3 separate regions of the Mus musculus genome follow, and regions 1 and 2 are each linked to region 3. Evidence: chromatin contacts called from public Hi-C data. All regions are on one chromosome and are shown on one strand. The core of a region is the stretch at or near the end of the contact, and the rest is flanking DNA. Distances in the headings are between cores, read along the strand shown.

Region 1 (2,700 bases), core at 199-2,698, 140 kb before region 3:
TCAGAGAATATAAGTGTGCTAGGAAAAGGATGGACACATGGAGTAACCAGTAAGCAAGCTATGTTCAGGGCCTCCAGGTCTCTGATTTCTAGCATGGTAACAAGCAATGCCTTCCTCAATTTCCATCCCCACCTTTACTGTCGGAGCTCCTCTTGAGCCACTCTTGAGACTCAGAGAAGAGAGAGCAGGAAATCAGGTGGCACAAGTTTCCCCTCCCCACACTCAGCCTGTGTCTTCCAGCTCTCCAGACTCTGGGGCTAGAAGGACTCAGTCTGCCAATTTTCTGCTTCTAGAGTGCCTTCTTCTTCCCTTCTAATGGGAGTTGTGAGAATTCCCAGAACTGGCTTGAGAGAGAGAGGCAAAAAGGGCCAGGCAGTCCTAAAACCCATCTCTCAGGCAAACTGAATGGATAGTATATATACTAAGGTTCCTAAATTGAATAGGACTTTGTGGTATGGCTTGAGATTCTAGCCATAAAGTTTCAATGTTATCTTCTGTCTTAGTCCACAGGTACTGATGCAGCAGAGCAGCACAGAGTTTAAATCTAGTTCATGCAGCTCTGGAGTCTGGGCAATCCAAGAAAGGTCAATAACTGGCTAACTCGGTTCTGATGGGGGCCCATTTCCTCACCTATGCCGTAGTGGAAATGCTGAGAGACCTTTCTGAGACCTCTTTTATAAGGACTCTCATATCATTCATGACGGTTCCACCCTCATGACACAAATCCCCTCCCAAAGGTCCCTTCTGCTAACACAGTGATGGCAGAGTCTCAGCAGTCACATCTGAAGCAGGAACCTGAACATTCAGACCACGGTGCTCTTCTTCGTCTGCAAACATTTATTAAGCGCTGGTCATTGGAAACAAAACTAGACAGTGGCCCTTTTCTTCATTCCACTCACGGTCCAGTGGGAGAAAACGCATATTAAACAAACAACCGTACAACTAAACACGTGTTTGTAAAGCGGTGTAGATCAATGCCCAAAGAGGATGTTGTAATAGGAGCAAATTTAGGCAGATGAGGTATGACGATGCTTTCTCAGGGAGTGACATGGAAGTTAGGTGATGGTAGCTTTGCCCAGGCAAAGTACCTCTTCCTCCGATTTGTTTCTCCTGTGTCGGGGATTCAGATATTTTATCATTGCTATTGTCACAGAGACTCAGGATCATGCCTGGAATGTGATCCTGAGAGGTAGGGATGTCAAATGCTTGCAGTGTGTGTAGAGCGTTTCTCAACAGCAATAATGAGGACAGTGCCATCCTGGCTAGGAGGCTACCAGCATCCTTATCGGAGAAACTCAGCCTGCTGAAGACAAGCCCTTTCAAAAGGAGAATCTCAACAGTGGTTGTTGCTTTAAAAGTCCTGGAATCAAGACTTGAACAACTTGAATTCCCTGTCTGCCAAATACAGTGGCTAGGGAGAGAGTGGTGGGTGACTCAGAGTCAGGAGGAAGTGAATCTGCCAAGGAGAATTTTGGTGCTGCTTGTAGATGGCAAGGCAGGGCTAGATCATTCTGGAACTTGTAAAGGATTTGGGATTCTAAGAGCCCTGAGAAACGATGGGAGATAAACTCTATTTAAAACTTTAGAGGTTTTGTACATTTAAATAGTTTCCCCAGACTCCTCTATGGAAGATACACTACATCTTTATGTCCCTCAGTTCTTTCTCATAGTTAAAGGACTCTACACATTACATCGTTGTTGTTTTTAAACATATTCTAAGGTCAAAAAGCAGACCTATGCCATGGGAACCTCTCCTGCTGGCCTCTGACAAGGATGGCCTTATACACTGCATGCAGCACATTCCAGAATCTGCATTCTGGATGGAAAGAAGAGTTGGGAATGAGCAAGCATCCTTATCCACGGAAGTCATTGTTTTAATCTAATTAAATGCCTAGTGGAAAATCTCCCTCCATCCCAGCGATGCTTCTGCTGTTATGGTCAAGTCCAGGGCATTGGCAACATATCTTTGCAAATTTCATTAGCAGTGGCTGTTTCCGCCTTCTTCTAGGTCATTAATGAGTTTGTTAAACAAGGACAGTTCCAGTACCAGCCTCTGATGTGCCCCAGAGGACCTTTTGCTTCCAAGCAGCATAGTCCCATTAACTCCTGATTATACAGTCTTTCCAGTGTGCCGCATTCCCTTCAGATGACGGTGCTCAAACACCAGCTGACTTTATTCTGAGCACAGATTTTATAGAGGTTGTCATCAAACGCATCAGTGACACCCACATAATGTCATTATCCCCCAGTCCTCGTTCACTCTTTCCTTTTGTGTGTGTGTTTTTGTTTTTTTTTTTTTTTTGTTTTGTTTTGTTTTTTAACCTGCTTGCTATTGTTATTTTCCTGGCAGATTTTAAAATGTCTGTTTTTATTGCAATTAAATGCACACAGCCTAAAGCCTACTACCATCTTTAACCACGTTCAGACAGACAGTCCAGTGGACTACACTGCTCATGCTCTTATATAGCCCATCTGAAGGATGCTTTCGAAACCCAAACGAAACCCTCCTCACACAAGACTCCATGTGTTTCTCCCCTCTGATCTGACAGCTACTGTTCCATCTTTTGTCTGTACAAATGCTACTCTTGTGGGAATTCAATCTATGTGGAACCTTGCAACATTTGCCGCCTTGCGCCGGCTTTACTTCAATAAGCATGCCCGTCTTTGTAGTGTGTGTCATAATTTCCGGTCGGTTGTTGT
Region 2 (2,700 bases), core at 86-2,585, 160 kb before region 3:
TGCCACCAGAGTCACTTGGGCTATAATGATCATCCAATCAAAAGGAGCTTTCTTGTGCTTAGTGCTGGGATTTTGATAGTCTATTGCTCTTGTATGGAACATAGTCAGCCCAAGTGCTATAATGCCCTTTAAGGTTTAAGATATTATATATGCATACACATACACACATATCTTAAGTGTATACAAATATATATATATATATACGTATATATACATGTTTATACATATATACACACATATGTATGTATGTGTGTAGGTGTGTGTGTGTGTGTACAGTATAATTTTAGGTACATATAAATAATACAGTTCCTTGAGGCTTTATCAAACAACCTTTGTATTACTTGTTTTAAAGAGTGCCTCTGTTTGTTTTTTTATTGTCGTTTTTCCCCTTTCCAGAGGATTACCATTGGTGCACTTGGGTGACTCATGAAGCTCAGGTTTTCATAAATGCTTTTGTAGTTACATAGAATGGACTTAGAACCCTGGGGACCAAAACTGCCAAGGTTGCTTCTGCTCTGACTGAGTCACCTCACCCATCTCTTAGAACCCTAACACCAGAGCTCCGATGATCCACCATTCCAATAATGACAACCACAGCAAGACAACCAGACTCCACCGCGGATGCTGAGCCGGATGCTCCAGTAGTTACTTGGGAGGATAGTTCGTCTTGCTTGTCTCCGAGGTTGCTGGGCAACTCCAGTGAGTGATTTTATAAAGGACAGAGTGATCTGCAGCACAAGGGTTTACTATTATTAAAAATACACCTCGTGGCATTGCCTAGACAAAGAAATGTTGGGAATGACAGACGCTGAAGCTAAATGAGGACAGGAACATTAAAAAACCTAATTACTAAATATCCCACAAATACCACAAACAGAGTCGGAACTTGACTAATTAACGACAGGAGCCTCACATTTAAGTATTTCAGTTTTACTGGCTTCAATCCTCTTTGCCTATCAGGACTGGTTTATTTCTACCATCGAATACCTATGAAACCAGTGAGGCCTAACTGATGTGTGATTGATGTGGGCTCTGTTAATTATATGGCTGGGTTTTATGCACGAAACCATATCCTTGGTTTCTCTCCCTTAATTTACCTCACTTTAACTGTTGGTCATAAAGCAGTTTCAGATATATCTGCTGAATCCCAGAGCAGAGTTTTTGCAACTCGGAAGGTACCCGAGTCAGTTTAGGCATCCTGAGTAGTTCCGTCGACGCGGGGGAAGGGGTGGGGGGAACTCCGGCTGGAAGATGGATGGCTTGGCTTTTCCTTCCAGCCCTGCTGGCTCCCTCTCTGCAGCTGCTCACTGGTGCCGCAGCACATCTGTTATCATTAAATGCATGCGCAGCATCAGCAGTGACAAAAGGCTTAATTGCTTCCTGACAGTCTATCAGATGGGGCTTTACTCACTCTCAATTTAGATAGCTGGAGATGATAACATCTGCCTACTAGCCTCTCCCGAGCATCTGGTACCCTTGCTGGTAGTAGCACCTGATTTTCTTCTGGGATTTCACTCATCTCTCAGACTTCCTCTCTTATTATTCCCTGTGGCTCAATCCCATTTCTGTTGCTCCAGGGCTGGATTTGGACAAATGGAATCCCAGTGGTTGGTTCCTGGGTGGGCACGTGACCTAAGTTTAGCCAATGAAGAGACAGACACCTAAGACTGACAAGAACTCTTTGAAAAGGACACCCTGTTCTTCTCTGGGTTTTTAAGCTGTTAGGTCTTGGACTCGCTGTGTCTTTGCTGCCACTTAGATCTGAGTGGTGAAGCCAGCACTGAGGACAGGAGAGGCTAGAGGTGGAGAGACAGGCTCTGGTCAGCATGGTTTGCGTGTGCGGACTCCAGCAACGACAGAAGAGAAGTTCATAAATGCACCACCATATTATATGAGACAGTCTGAATGGGAATCTGTCACTTAGTCAAGAGTCCTTTCTTCTGTCGTGGTACATCTAGGTTGTTTCCAGCTTCTGGCTATCACAAATAAGGCCGCTATGAACATAGTGGAACACATGCCCCTGTGGCATGGTGGGGCATCTTTTGGGTATATTCCCAAGAGTTGTTTGGATGGGTCTTCAGGCAGATCTATTTCCAGTTTTCTGGGGGAACCTCCAGATTGATTTCCAGAGTGGTTGTACCAGTTTGCAATCCCACCAGCAATGGAGGAGTGTCTCTCCAAAACGCATCAGAGATCTGGGAGCTGAGAGACTCTCAGGACTCAAAGGGAGGGATCTTAGATGAAATGCCAGGCATTTATGCCAGACATAGGGAGAGGGAACTTATAGAGCCCACCTCCCACAGGAAGAAAGGACATCAAGTCAGAGATTGGGTTGCCATCCTACAGTCACAACTCTAACTCATAATTGTTCCTGTCTGAAAGAATTACAGGGATGGAATGGAGAGGAGCCTGAGGAAAAGAAGGTCCAGCAAGAGGCCCAAAGTGGGATACAGCTCAAGGCCTGACACTATTACTGAGGCTATGGAGCACTCACAAAAAGGAATCTATCATGACTGCCCTCCAAAAGACCTAACAAGTAGCTGAAAGAGTCAGATTCAGATATTTGCACCCAACCAATATACAGAAGCAGCTGACCCTTGTTGTTGAATTAGGGAAGACTGAAAGAAGCTGAGGAGAAGGACGACCCTGTAGGAGGACCAGCAGTCTCAATTAATCAGGACCCCTGAGATCTCTCAAATA
Region 3 (2,730 bases), core at 161-2,660:
GACTAGATATCTGCCATCACTGGAGACCGTGTTTGCAATGTACCCTTTCTGTCTAGTCTTGAGATCTGGTTATCAGTTCATTGAGCAGCAGGAAAGCTCCTAGTTACAACTGAGTTGCTATCCTCAGTTTAGACAATCACTGGCCACCAATTTAGTCCACAGGAGTTGTGTGTGGGGTAGGGTGGGGGTGGGGTTTGTGAGTCAGATGATTGAGTCTTGAGGGGTGACCTGGTTGCCAAAACAGCAGGCACATTAGTAGAACTTCTTTTCTGAGCATTGCTAGAATGGCCTTATGACTCAGGTGACAAGAGAAGCCTGACCTTGTTGCTGAACTACAGTCTGAAGCTTTGCTTTGCCAGCCTTCAACGGAGTTCAGAGCCACAGCAGGATGCCTGCGAGTGAGGCTATGCACAGGCATTCTGAGAAAGTTGCTCCCTTTTTATTACAGATTCTGTTTGTACCTTCTAAGGGCAGCAACCTGGAGGCTCTGTCCATCCTCTCTCCCTCTCTCTCTTTTTTCCTAGAAAACTATGAAATGAAAATTGTGGCTCTCACTATAAATGTGACTAGTAACATGCATATACATTATACATGCGTGTGAGCACACACACACTCTCACACACATATATACATATATAATTTTTTAGTCTTTGGAGTTAGCATTGTTAAAAATGCTTTACATATGTGTAAATTTACTCAGTCCTGAGCAACCACTCCAGAGGGTAGATGCTATTTTACTCCTATAGAAGTATTATAGATGCTATTTACTCTATAGAAGATAAGGAAATGAAGCTTTTGATCAGATTTTTACAGCAGGCAAGCAGAGAACCTAGGGTTCGAATGCAAGCCATCCAACCCCACCACATTACCCAGATCTAGCAGGTCTTGTGTTTTGGCATTGTGTTATACTCCTGTCTCAGAAGTAGTTGGCTTTTTTTCTAGCGTTAACATGTCTACAAGGAGTCTACTTGGCCTGAACATCTTAAGAAAATCCTGGTATGCATAGACTGGAACTTAGAGATAAGAAGAGAGACATCTCCCTCACTTTATAAGCATAAGGTTCCTTAGAATAGAATCTTTCCTTGCAAGTGCCCTAAAAATATGGTTTGATTTTCCATAATTAATGTACCTGTGGCTTTTTAAAGAAAGTATATTGTATCAGTTACTTTCCTTATTGCTGCTACAAAATACTCAACAAGAGTAAGTTCAACATGGAAAGGTTTGTTTTGAGCCACAGTTTATAACAACAGTCCATTATGGAAGGCGTCATGGCAGAAGGAATGACTGGCCACGTTGTGTCTACAGTCAGGAAGCAGAGGGAGATGAATGATGTCTCTCACCCACCTTTCTTCTTTTTATATAGTCTAGGATCTTGGCTCACTTGGCTGAGCCCATCGTAGCATCCATATTTAGAGTAGGTCTTCACACCTTAATTAAACCAATCTACAAACTTCCTCATACATGGGCTCCAAGGTTTGTCTTCAAGGGGACTCTCAATCTTGTCAACCAATACTAACCATCATAGGTATGGTATGTTCTCTGTCTTCAAAGAATGAGGAAACTTTGGAGTGATGTCTGAAAACAGGTTGCTGTATGATCCAGAAAGGGAATTAAATTAAAAATAACCCAAGCTTCATTAGTACTGAATATATTTAAGGATTTTCCAACAATAAAGGAAGAAAGGAGGAAACCTTAAATGTATGTGCTGGGTTTTTTTGTTTGTTTTGTTTTGTGTTTTGTTTATTTGTTCATTCCACAAAAACAATCCCAGAATCTTATGTTGTTTGGTTCTTTAAAAACCCAGTTGTTTTTCTAATATTCCATGTCAGTATGACTGGAATTTTGTGAGGTTAATTACACAGGTCATTGACCCTCCCCCTCCAGGTTTCCTTCAGTTCTTTCCCCATAGCTTAGGAACAGGACTTAGAGACATAAGCCCTAAGAGATCAGAAATCTGAGAGACATGTTTGTCAATTGTGGTTTTGGAACCCTGGCATACAGAAGCTATTTGCTGATGGGGACATATTTAATCAAAATTCCATAATATGAACAAAATTAGGATGAAATAGAAATGCTAATACATTGTTAAGATGAGGCTCTGGAGTTACAGTGAGATATGGGGCCAGATTCAAGGGAGTATTGGAGAATTTCTTAGTAAGCCATGTTAAGCATCATGGTTGCTTGCATGGGGAGCACTGTTTCCTTCTGAGAAGAAACCTGGAAATGGAGCTCTCCCTGTAGGATTGACCTGTGGTGAAGGCAGACTCAGGCACGCTGGACTCTTAGATTTGAGCTTGCCCTGCCTCTTACTAGCTTTGCAGTCATCAACAAATTTCCTATCTACTCCTAGGTTCTTATTTATAAACTAGAGGATTTAATAAGCTCATATCCATAAAATGGTCACATTGCATGTAGAACTTCAAAACACTATACAAATAGGTAGCCGTTAGTATAGTCATCAAAATAAAATCAGTGAGCCTGCCATTGAAAACCTCTAACACTAGCAACAACCTTCACCTGTTCCATGTTTTGGAATCATCCCTCTGATATCAAAAGTGCTGATGGTTCTGTTCCAGCCCATCTCTAAGAGTTGGGACTTTTTGATGGTGCTTCTCTTTCTTGAGGCTTCAAGGTGAAGACAAATTCTTCCTGGATAGACTCAGTTGCTCAGGACTTTGGCACCCTCTAGTGCATGATGGGTGTTGATGCTTTGCAGCTCCCATCCTACCA

Evidence for each region. Hi-C and Micro-C count contacts between places; a contact is called where the count stands out from the background.
Region 1: a contact with region 3 is called in a Hi-C map of the N1E-115 cell line, with 4 times the contacts expected there. The contact joins two enhancer-like sites. A contact is called at or near these places in 1 of 15 datasets of contacts at CTCF or cohesin (pro-B cells) and 4 of 484 Hi-C or Micro-C datasets (the N1E-115 cell line, bone marrow-derived macrophages, cerebellar granule neurons and 1 more).
Region 2: a contact with region 3 is called in a Hi-C map of the N1E-115 cell line, with 4 times the contacts expected there. The contact joins two enhancer-like sites. A contact is called at or near these places in 1 of 15 datasets of contacts at CTCF or cohesin (pro-B cells), 7 of 484 Hi-C or Micro-C datasets (the N1E-115 cell line, bone marrow-derived macrophages, cerebellar granule neurons and 3 more) and 3 of 115 datasets of contacts at active chromatin or transcription factors (acute myeloid leukemia, bone marrow-derived macrophages and large pre-B cells).

Annotation. Positions count from the first base shown.
Region 1 is chr1:166,923,074-166,925,773 of GRCm38.p6, reverse strand. No RefSeq gene overlaps it. Among named protein-coding and RNA genes, the nearest start is that of Gm33404, 69 kb to the right of the region's middle. Within about 2 kb of position 1,448, at least 24 of the 459 cell types and tissues checked have an H3K27ac peak or open chromatin away from gene starts, as enhancers often do. A contact at or near this core is called in the N1E-115 cell line, where this site is marked.
Region 2 is chr1:166,946,821-166,949,520 of GRCm38.p6, reverse strand. No RefSeq gene overlaps it. Among named protein-coding and RNA genes, the nearest start is that of Gm16701, 52 kb to the left of the region's middle. Within about 2 kb of position 1,335, at least 20 of the 459 cell types and tissues checked have an H3K27ac peak or open chromatin away from gene starts, as enhancers often do. A contact at or near this core is called in the N1E-115 cell line, where this site is marked.
Region 3 is chr1:166,782,266-166,784,995 of GRCm38.p6, reverse strand. No RefSeq gene overlaps it. Among named protein-coding and RNA genes, the nearest start is that of Gm33404, 71 kb to the left of the region's middle. Within about 2 kb of position 1,410, at least 3 of the 459 cell types and tissues checked have an H3K27ac peak or open chromatin away from gene starts, as enhancers often do. A contact at or near this core is called in the N1E-115 cell line, where this site is marked.